3 separate regions of the Gossypium arboreum genome follow, and all the other regions are linked to region 2. The links are chromatin contacts, called in public Hi-C maps. All regions are on one chromosome and are shown on one strand. The core of a region is the stretch at or near the end of the contact, and the rest is flanking DNA. Distances in the headings are between cores, read along the strand shown. Region 1 holds the start of LOC108474564 (probable arabinosyltransferase ARAD1). Region 2 holds the start of LOC108475968 (mediator of RNA polymerase II transcription subunit 22b-like). Region 3 holds the start of LOC108476413 (embryogenesis-associated protein EMB8).

What was found. A called contact is a pair of places that touch in the nucleus more often than the background predicts.
Region 1: a Hi-C map of leaf shows a contact between it and region 2, with 4 times the contacts expected there. The contact joins the promoter of LOC108474564 here to the promoter of LOC108475968 in region 2. A contact is called at or near these places in 2 of 5 Hi-C or Micro-C datasets (both in leaf).
Region 3: a Hi-C map of leaf shows a contact between it and region 2, with 5 times the contacts expected there. The contact joins the promoter of LOC108476413 here to the promoter of LOC108475968 in region 2. A contact is called at or near these places in 3 of 5 Hi-C or Micro-C datasets (all in leaf).

What each region holds. Positions count from the first base shown.
Region 1 is chr3:127,814,928-127,818,453 of ASM2569848v2, forward strand. LOC108474564 (probable arabinosyltransferase ARAD1) reads left to right here and starts at 1,554. Exons shown (of 3, transcript XM_017776528.2): 1 at 1,554-2,455; 2 at 2,841-3,094; 3 at 3,302-3,526. The coding sequence starts at 1,825.
Region 2 is chr3:127,994,798-127,998,685 of ASM2569848v2, forward strand. It overlaps LOC108475968 (mediator of RNA polymerase II transcription subunit 22b-like), which reads right to left and starts at 2,482. Exons shown (of 3, transcript XM_017777984.2): 1 at 2,207-2,482; 2 at 469-534; 3 at 1-267. The coding sequence starts at 2,353. The coding sequence ends at 34.
Region 3 is chr3:128,179,864-128,183,530 of ASM2569848v2, forward strand. It overlaps LOC108476413 (embryogenesis-associated protein EMB8), which reads left to right and starts at 1,794. Exons shown (of 15, transcript XM_017778632.2): 1 at 1,794-2,189; 2 at 2,632-2,734; 3 at 2,847-2,936; 4 at 3,033-3,094; 5 at 3,205-3,305. The coding sequence starts at 2,174.

The DNA.
Region 1 (3,526 bases), core at 304-2,803, 180 kb before region 2:
AATTTATTAATTTTTTATATTTAAGATCAAATTAATAGAATGTGTAAATATTAGAGGGCTAATTTTGTTACTAGACTAATAAAAAACGACATCACTTAGAGTGACAAAAATATTTAATTTCTAAAAGTTTAGTAACTAACTTGAAAAATTGATAGTTGTATAATGAAAATAGAATGAAAATTAGGTAACTATTTTTATAATTTACCTATAAAAATAATTTTCAACATGCTCGCATAAACACGTAAAAATAATTTACACATTTAAATTATATAAAATTAATTTACAAATTTTTAATAAAAGACAAAAATACAATCCACCCTTAAATACAATACTTCTTCGTACTGTTACTCAAATTAAAATAACAAAATAAAACTATTAGTTTAAATAACTCAAAATATTTTAAGGTAAATTACACCAATAGTCACTCAACTTTGGGGTAGCTAACAAAACAGTCACCTAGGTTTCATTATAGTCACTCAACTTTTGAAAAATAATAAAACAGTTACTAACGTTATAAAAAAGTGAACAAAACAATCGCTGATTAACAGTTTTCGTTAGTGTTTTAACGGAACCGCTGATGTGTCAAGTTAACTATTGATGTGGGCAATTAACTTGCCACGTTGGTTGTCCATAGTGGAAACTCACCCAATTTAAGAAGAAATTAAAAAAACTAAAACCCTTAATAACAGAGGAGAAGAAGAAAAAGAAGAAGAAGAATAATAATAAGAAGAGACTATATAAAAAAAAAAAGTCTTCTTTGCTTAATTTGGCGGGGTTTGATTCTTTGCCATTGAAATACCATGTCTTTGCTCTTCTTCTTCTTTTTGGCTCTCTTCCTCTGTAACCTTCCACCATTGAAACACCATGTCTTTCCAAGATGTAATGCAATCACCAAATAGATAAATCTCAGCTTCACTAAAACACCTAAAAACAAAGGCATAAAATTTCCTTCAGATCCGAATTAGTGAAAAAGAAAAAAATTGACCCATTGATTGAACAAGCAAGGGAGTTGAATAAATTTGGAAATGACCCAGAAAAGAAAATCTTGCAAAAAGTGGGTCATTTCTTCAAAATTTGAAGATTTAAACATTTCCTGCCATGATCAGAAGTGAGGAGAAGCTTGGGTAAATTGCCTTCCCCTTATGTTATTGTGACCCCCAAAGCAACTACAATTTTGGTTTGAATCTGCAACATCCATGCCTGAGTAACTGTAGAGATGCAGTATGAGATTGATTTGAAAACTGGAGGCATCTCCATTTTTTTCTCTCCTCCTTCTTCTTCTTCTTTTTAAACCCTAAATTAGTATTGATAGGATTGTTAAATTGGTGGTAATCGGCCAGCTGGAGGGTTTTCTGACACCAAGCACGCCGTCATTTGCCATGTCACTTTGCCATGATGTTTGTGACAGGAAATGGAAAAAAGGATTATTTTGTCATTTTTCTAAAGTTGAGTGACTAAAATGAAACTAATGTGACTATTTTGTTAGCTACCTAAAATTGAGTGATTGTTACTGGAATTTACCCAATAATTTATTCGAGAGTACAGCTGACCCTAATTAGGCATATCCCGTGGGGGAAGATCATTGCTTGTATTAGTATATATATTTTTTCCGGGAAAACTTGTTTCCAGTCTCTACCTAAGACTTTCTTTTCAAACAAACAACTACTCATAATCTGACCGAAATACCCTTTGGTGCACTCACCATTCCAATAAGTATCGACTTCAAATTTCAATCGGCTTCACAGTCAAAGCTCCACATTCAAAATGAATGAAACGCAGAACTTAGAAGGAAACTAAAGAGCAAAGCAAGAAAGGCCAATAAAAATGGCAATCAAAGGTAGCACAGCAACAAAAACGGCAAAATCTCTGTTTCTCACATTCACTGTCCTTCTTTCCCTTTCTTTCTTCATCTTCTTTTTCTTCTTCACTTCTCCTGTTACTGAACCCACAAATTCCCTTCCCCAAACCTCCTTCCTTTCCTCCCAAAACTCCATCAAGGTCTACGTAGCCAACCTTCCCAGATCCCTCAACTATGGCTTACTCCAACAGTACTGGGATTCTGATCACCCTGATTCTCGGATCCCTTCTGATCCTGATCATCAGATCTCAACTGCCCATTTCTCCAAACCCACCAAATACCCTCCTTATCCCGAGAATCCATTGATCAAGCAATACAGTGCGGAGTACTGGATCATGGGTGACTTGGAAACCCCTCAAGGAATGAGGACGGCTTCTTTTGCTAAAAGGGTTTTTGATGTTAACGAGGCTGATGTTGTTTTTGTTCCCTTTTTTGCTACCCTTAGTGCTGAGATGGAGTTGGGATCTGGAAGCGGCGCGTTTAAGAAGAAAGCTGGGAATGGGGATTACTTGAGGCAAAAGAAAGTGCTGGATTTTGTGAGGAATACGGATGCTTGGAAACGATCGGGTGGACGAGATCATGTTTTTGTTCTCACTGGTAATGTGCCTAATTTTGTGTGTATTGAAATTCATTTGCTTATTGCTTTCCCCATTTAGCTTTTTCGGAATGTTATTGGGATCTAGTTATTTAGGATGTTTCGTTGTTGCTTTTTTACTACATATATATTCCTTTAAATGAATCCTTCCTTACTGTGTTTCTGTTAACTCTTCACCTTGAAACTATTGTCTTAGGATCATGTATACTTAAATATGTCAAGCCCTTGGTATCAGCTGTTCTTTTAAGAATATACTGCATTTATTGATATTTTACCATCAGTGCCAAAAGAAAAAAGGAAGTGGGAACTTAATTTGCATACTTTACAGCTTATGATTTAGTTTCTGGGTTGTCAGGTTATGTTAAACCTTGAAGTATTCTTTGACAGACCCTGTTGCAATGTGGCATTTCAGAGAGGAGATAGCCCCTGCTGTTCTACTGGTTGTGGATTTTGGTGGGTGGTATAGGCTTGATACAAAATCATCCGGTGGAACCTCATCAGACGCGATACGTCACACCCAAGTTTCATTGCTTAAAGATGTGATTGTTCCATATACCCATCTGCTTCCTAGGTTGCAGCTATCGGAAAACCAGAAACGACACACCCTCCTTTATTTTAAGGGAGCTAAACATAGGCACCGGGTTAGTATCAAACAACTCAACTTTGAATCTAGCTGCACTATGTGGTTTGCCAGTATATCATCCTATAAATGAAGGATCGATGACATTATTTTCTCTCTTGAATGGATACAATTCAACTTTGAGCTTCATTTTTTGAGTTGTTGAGGGGTACATGTTGGGCTTTATCTCAAACTCTTACTGTGTTGGTGATGTTATTAAAATTTTCAGGGTGGCTTGGTTCGAGAAAAATTATGGGACTTGTTGGTTAATGAACCAGGAGTAATCATGGAAGAAGGGTTCCCAAATGCCACTGGAAGAGAGCAGTCAATTAAGGGGATGAGATCATCTGAGTTCTGCTTGCACCCAGCCGGTGATACTCCCACTTCATGCCGACTTTTTGATGCAATCCAAAGCCTTTGTATACCCGTGATTGTCAGTGACAATGTTGAGCTT
Region 2 (3,888 bases), core at 1,232-3,731:
ACTATTGATTATAGCAAGCTGTTTCTTCTATGGCTATGCAGTGTCAGGTGTCCTCTGTGCAGAAGAATAATAATGAGATTCAAGCTCCTTGAGGCTTGCTGCAGCCTCTTCTCCGATCCTGGCCAACATTCGATCTGTTCTCTCTGCTTGTTGGTTAAACTCAGTAGTTCTTTGCTCGACATGATCATTAAGTGATGCAAATCCTGAAAAGATTGCCGTCTGCTTCAACTCAGACACTAACTTAAGCAAAGAATCAGCTGCCTGGACCTGCAGTCAGTATATTGGTAATGAAGAACGGTGACAAAGAAAAAAGACTATAATGAAGATTCTTTAATCCGAGCTGTGGGCTTTGTGACAATGGTTGTACCGTGGATTTATATCATCTATCATGTCAAATATTGGAACTCAAAATGTATCATTGTCTATGTACATTTAACAAATGTTGGTAAACAAAAAAGGGTTACTCACCATTCTGGCTGCACGCATCTCCATCATGAAAGATTCTTGTGAATTTCGAACTGGTGGATCATTTACCTACAATGAGGTGCAGCCATGTGAATATTACATTAAAGATCAATCTATCACCAATGAAATGACTCAAACAATTCCATAAGGTTCCAAATATATAGAAGAACTCCTCGTGGAAGCCTATTTCTGTCTCTAAAATTTCTTCCTTGATGCACCCCACTGATATAAAGTAAGTTTATCCAATATGCTTAAATCAGTTCAATATGCGATTAGGGCTTAAAGAAAATAACATTTTAGGTTTTTATTGCAACAGAACGTCAAGGAGAGTACATATGTCTAAAATATAGAACCAGAAAATTACATCCGAACAGAAAATGAGAAATTAAGAAAAGAATCATTCGCAACCTTATAATTTGAAAGCCACTTTAAAAACATAAATTACCAAAATATCAACTCTAATACAGGCTACAAAGAGTTGTATAAAAGATATACACGGAAGCTCGAAAGCATTATAAGCATCTAGGCGCAGTGCCTCTTAAATGTTGTTCAAAAAATGAAAAGTAAAGGACCATTTAAAGGAATCAGGAACTTGGAATGGACTACAGAGAAAGCTGATTTTAGCAAACTAGGAATTTACCAAGATAACCTCAATTATAAACTCAATTAAATAACTAAACTATCAAAACACTGATTCAATAGCTACAATAGATTCTCGTATTAGACAAAAGGATTTCCAAAGAGAATAATGCTTCCTCAACTGAGCTACCAACAAGCCACAAAGTAGTTCCTAGACAAAAGCAACAACTAACAAAACAAGATTAATCAAATGCAACTAACCAATTGTTCTAATTCAGTTGAACTTTCACCAGAAAGTCACAGTCTAACAAGCCAGGTTACAAGGAACACATCAGTTCACCATGGTAGACAGAATCTGTATAGATTTGACATCAAAATAAACGACAGCTTCCACAAATGATTAATCAAGATCTTAATGCATCAAACAAAATGATGTGCTTTTAAATGATCAACACTAGTGTTTCCCTCCTTAACCCTCACTCTCCATGACCACATTCACTGCATTAGTAGTTGAAATTGTTATCACCTACTTTTTAAAGAAAAGGAAGATGGAGCAGCCAGCAAATTATATTCCCATAGGAAGGAGTTAAATGATGACCAATTTAATACCATAGAAAAAAATAATAATAGGATTATAAAAAACCTTAACACTCAGTAGAACATGCACAAGGAACAACTTCATTCCAAGGAAAAAAAATATTATAAAACCAATCTAATGACAAAATCTTTTATCCAACAGATGTCCTATAAGTGATACTTTCACCAAATTCAGGTTCAATACCCAAGGTAACCTATTTTACACTAGCTCCCCCCAGAAACCTAAATTATTTTCTTCGGGTGTTACATAAATTCATTTCCAAATATACAAGAATCATCCATATTCAACTATATAACACATTGTACAACCAAAAAAAGGGATATATCTTCACAAAATGGAATTTTGTAAATGAGTAAAAGTAAAAGCTTTCCAACATTTTACAGGGCAAATAAAGTGAAAGCTTATCCTAAAAGTGAAAAGGTTCCAATTTCCCACCGCTAACTTGTAAATTCAAAATCAGAAACGAAATGAAAAACCGGTTTAGGGGAGTTTAAGAATCTTGACATAAGACTCTTTAAACTCGAAGAATTTGTAGTAATTGCTTTGAAGTAAAGAGAGATTTACCCGGGCAACATTAACAAGCTGGGTGAAGTTGTCGACGATGACGGCGATGTCGGTTTCCACTCGCTGCATCATAGTTTTCTGCTTCTGTGCCGCCGCCGCTGCAGCCGCCGCCGTCGGTCCAGTTCCCACTCCCGTTCCTTTGTTCATTGATGTAAAAAGCACACACACACACACACACGCACAACAGAGGATGGGTTACGGGAAACAAAATTGTGCAAAGTTGGATCAAAGTAAAATATGGGAGAGTAAGGGAAATTAAGGAAATTATTTTGGGATGTAGTACTAGTATATCAAATAAAAAGTTGGAAAAGAAAAGGCCACAGCCCAACTATTGAATGCCAAGCCCAAATACAACTTACGCCTCACTAATAAATCAATTGAGCCTTTACGAAAAATACCACCCAATTTAGTTTTGGGTGACTGCTGACTAATTAATTTTTTTTACTCACAGAGGACTCAATGAGCTGCACATTTTTCATAAGGGTTCAATTGGCTTTTTGATTTTTTTTTTTTTTTGAGGTTTTTCCTTTCTTTCAAGACCTTTTATTTTCTTGAAGGCCTTTAATTAGTTTTTTTAAACACGTTCTTTGGTAAATTATTTGATATATTAGTGATGGTGTTTTTTTAATTTCACAACAACAATTGATATTTAATAAATTAAAAACTAGGTTAAAATATCAAATAAGCCCTTCAATTAAACTCCTCATCAAAAATTACACCCAATTAAACCTTTAGAATTCATTTTTCATTTAAGCCCCTAACAGTCATTTACTACTGACATAGCGGGTAGTGTGGTAGTTGACATGACAAGTTAACATGAAAAAATGATGATTTAGAGAGCTTAATTAAATTTTTTTTATCATTTTACGAGGGCTTAATTGAATTTTTATTATTTTACTAAGGACTTAATTAATTATTTAAGTAAAATTATTAAAATTCTAGAAAAATTTAATTGTTAAAATATAAGCTATAAAACTCATAAAAATATTAGAAATTTATAAATAATTATAAAATTATAAATGTCTTTTACCCATCTTTAAATATAAAGAGTTGTAACTTTGAACCTATGTCATTTAGAAGAAAAGCTCATTTTATTTATATCTGAAATTTTATCACACATTTAGAATGTATGCGTTAGTTTAAAAATAAAATATAATAAATAATTAAACGTATAGTTTGAAACAAATTATAATAACACATGTAATATGTATTAAATTAAAATAAAAATAGTTTAAATTGTGAGTAATAAATAGGTAAATGTTTCATGTTAAGAATATTAAATATAGTTCAATTGTTTATCATGGTATTATAAATTTTTTAAGTCGGTATTGAGTTAACTTGTAACACCAATTTAATAAACGACATTATCAATATATACAAATTATGTTGGTGAAACAATTTGTGTAATAATATTGAAATGTATAAAATATCAAAATCAAATGTTAGTTGAAGTGATAAAAAAGATTTTATAGATATTGGTGGAATGAATTTAAATCTCAATATACGCAAATTTGTAACTAATTTCAAGTATGTAAAAGTAGTTTAATAATTTTTCAATCAAATTGGTATCCAATATGCTCACGAAATCAACTCAACCATAAATTTAAATTTTAAACTCATATTTTTAAATTTTTATAAAAATTATATATAAGAAACTAATTTATTTTTAATATTATGCTTAA
Region 3 (3,667 bases), core at 544-3,043, 180 kb after region 2:
GTATTAGCCTCACCAATGCTTTGTTTTTCTTTATGGCATTATCATAATACTATTTGGGAATTAAGTAAGGCAGAGTATATATGTGTGCATGGGAGCGATTAGGGGGTTTTACACTTTAAATGTTCGCAACTAAAATAAAAAATAAGTGTAGTATGTATGTTTCTGTAACAGAGGAAAACAAACAAAAAAAATCATTAATTGAAATACGGAAGGAAAAAAAAAGCGTGTAAGTGTAAGTACAGTGAGAGTTGTAGCTACCGCTGCTTCATGATCATCATCATCATCAAGGTTTTACACTTTTACAAATTCGCGGTACAATGAAAATGTAACTGCGTATGTGTATGTATGTGTAATAAAAGAAAATAAATGATAAAACCATTAATTGAAATACTAAAGGAAAAAAAAGCATGTAAGTGCAAGTACAGTGAGAGTCGTAACTATCACTGCTTTATAATGCATGAAACATAATGCACTAATAATGCACGATTCATGCACATAATAGTTTTAATTCTTGCCTTCTGTAGTAGATCACTTCTTATTGTTTCCAAATAGTATCAATCTCACCCATGTTTTGTTTTTATTTACACCATAATCATAATATCATTTGGAAATTAATTTTTGTTCGTAGAATAAAATGAACCATAATGAAAAATAAAGAGGGTGGAGGGAAGTGTAAGTAAGGCAAAGTATACACGCACGCGCTTTTACATGTTCGCAACAAAAAGAAAAAGTAAGTGCGAGTGTGTACATATGTGTAACAGAAGAAAACAAACAAAAAAAACTATTAATTGAAATACGAAAGGAAAAAAAGAGCATGTAAATACAATGAGAGTCGTAGCTGCCATTGCTTCATAATTCATGAAACATAATGCACGAATCATGCACATAACAATTCTGATTCTTGCCTTTTGAAATAGATCATTTCTTGTTGTTTCCAAACATTATCAGCCTCACTCGTTTTTTTTTCTTTACGACATAATCATAATACTATCTAGGAATTAATTTTTCTTTGGATTGTTTTCAAGCAAAGGTTGGTTACTAACATGGAGCGTGTTCGACGAGGAGTTGGGCACAATAGTTCTTGCTCACTTTGCAATCATGAAACAGAGAATATTTTGCATGTGTTACGAGATTGCTCAACAATAAAAGAGTTGTGGATGCAAGTTGTCCCACTTGACCAACATAATATGTTCTTTTCTGAGGACTTACAGAATTGGTTAACTTCCAATCTTTGTTATTCCACGAGATTACCTAAAGGAGGGACAACTTGGTCTTGTCTTTTTGGGATAATTGCTTGGCGTATTTGGAAGAATATGAATCTTTTTATTTTTCAAGGCATAACTTGCAATGCCCTTGAAATTGTTAGAGTCTCTTATACTTGGGCACAACAGTATGAGTTGAACCATAATGAGGTAAAGTTAAATGTTCATGACTCTAATACTCAAACTTCCTTATCAGGGAATTGGGTGCACTTATTCATTAATGGTGCAATGGATAGAGGGTATAGACCAGCGTCTACTGGTGGAGTGTTGCAAGATCGGAATAAAAAATTGATCTTCGGATATAACCCATATCTCGAGAAATGCATGGTCTTTGAGGCCGAACTTTAAAGTATTTTGGATGGCGTGCTTACTTCACTTAGTAATGGATTTAATAGAGCTATGATTCATATTGACAATTTAAAGGTAGTTCAAGCCTTATAAATAATTTTTTACTGATTTGACATGTTCTCAAAGTAGATACTAGAGTTGCCGACTATTTGACTAAATTAAGCTTAGATGAGAGCACATGCCTACTAGTTTATGATGAAGTATCGATAATACCGTAAAAGTTCTAAATCAATATAAAATTAGGGGTGATTTTGATCAATTTGATTGTTTTTCACACAAAAAAAAAAAAAAGGCTGCCAACTATGACCATCAAAGTTAGTTCCATGGGGACATCTTGATGGTCACCCTAAACACCAATGGTGGAAGGGCCCGGCTGTTACTTATAGCCGAACGGAAATCTCACTCTGATCCTGGTAAGCAACTTATTTCTATTATAATTTGAGGTTGGCTGCTATATCAGCATTGGTGATATGGTTCTACTCATTATATTTTATTTATACCAAGCATTGTGTTGAACGATTTTTACCTGGTTTCTCTGATACAAAAGCTGAAACATTTGTCAGATGTTCATTAGTTGCGGTATGATTGATGATAGAGCCATAGTTTTTATTTTTTTTGACATAAATTCACTCACCAAACTCTCAACTGTCATCATTTTTTTTCTTCACCCAAACAGAAAATCAAACCCCCAAAGAAATTTTCACCATAATTTTCTCCTACTTTCCCTCTCTCCATTAATTCTGGAAAACCATTAAAAAAGAAAGGCAACTTTTTTTTTCCAATTTCTGTATGTACTGCTTCTTCCCCAATTTCAAGTTTTTTTTTTTGATTTAACCATTCATGTTTTCTCCAAATTTTAATCAAATGGATTGGTCGATTTCATGGGATGAATCATCCCTCAATGCATATAAAGAAGTATTCCGAGCCCTTTGTTTGATTCCTATTTTGCATTATGTAATTGCGTTTATGGTGATTTGGGTAGTTTTCCTTTACAATTTCCTGGAATTTCATTTCTTCCAAGGCTTTTTCAGTGGATTCCGAGGTGCTCCGGTTGCTTTGACCTTTCACCCCACTTCCCATATCTACCATGGCGTGGTTTCCAAGTGCAAGATCCTTCATGGCAGGTACCCTTTTTCCTCCTTTTTCTAGTTTACCCACAAATTTGTTTTCTTTCACTCTCAATCATGATTTTTTTTTTTTGGGGGGGGGGGGGGTTGATTTGGTAAATTATTGCAGGTATTTAGCAACACCGTGGTTATCAAGTCCTCATTTTCAGACTGCTTTTCTCAATTTCTTCGGGAATCCTCCTGCTTTCAGCTACCGCAGGTCCTAAAATTTTTCCGATCTTTTTAATGTTGGATTTAGAATATATATATGTTGGCCCATGTGCTTTTTATCTCACAAAGACCTCTGTTTCCTCAGACAACTTTTTCATGCTTCTGATGGTGGAACCATAGCTCTAGATTGGCTTACAAGTTCTGATAGTAAGTGCAAAACTTTTGATGATATTATGGTAGACATAATAACTACTAGAAAAATTCATACTTTGGGTTGTAAAAAGCTCTTACTTTTGACGTGTTTGACAATTGTACAGTTTCAAGAGGTGCCTTTGAAGTGAATCATACTATCTCCAAGGATGACACTACACCTTTGGTGGTTGTCATTCCTGGCTTAACAAGTGATTCTACTTCTTCAGTAAGTTAAATGTTTACTACTCTTCTTTTCTTGTTTCTAGCTGCTCTTTGTATCAACTTTTGCTGAACTTGGACAAATGAAAAATCCAACTAGGATAGTTGGATAGTTATCCATAGAAACTTCAAGAGTACAATGAGTAGTTAGAGGTGAAGGATAGGTAGTAGATAGCTGACAGGCTTATGAGGATCTCAATTTAGAACTTGCAAATGTCTATCCTGTCTCAAAATTCAGTTGCCTAGTAATAGATAGGCCTAATAAACCGATTTTGTTTTAGGCTTTGCTGGTTTCTCACTTATTGCTTATGGAATATGCTTTAATGGCTGTATATATCGATTTTGCCCCTGGTTCTTTTTGTTAGGTAT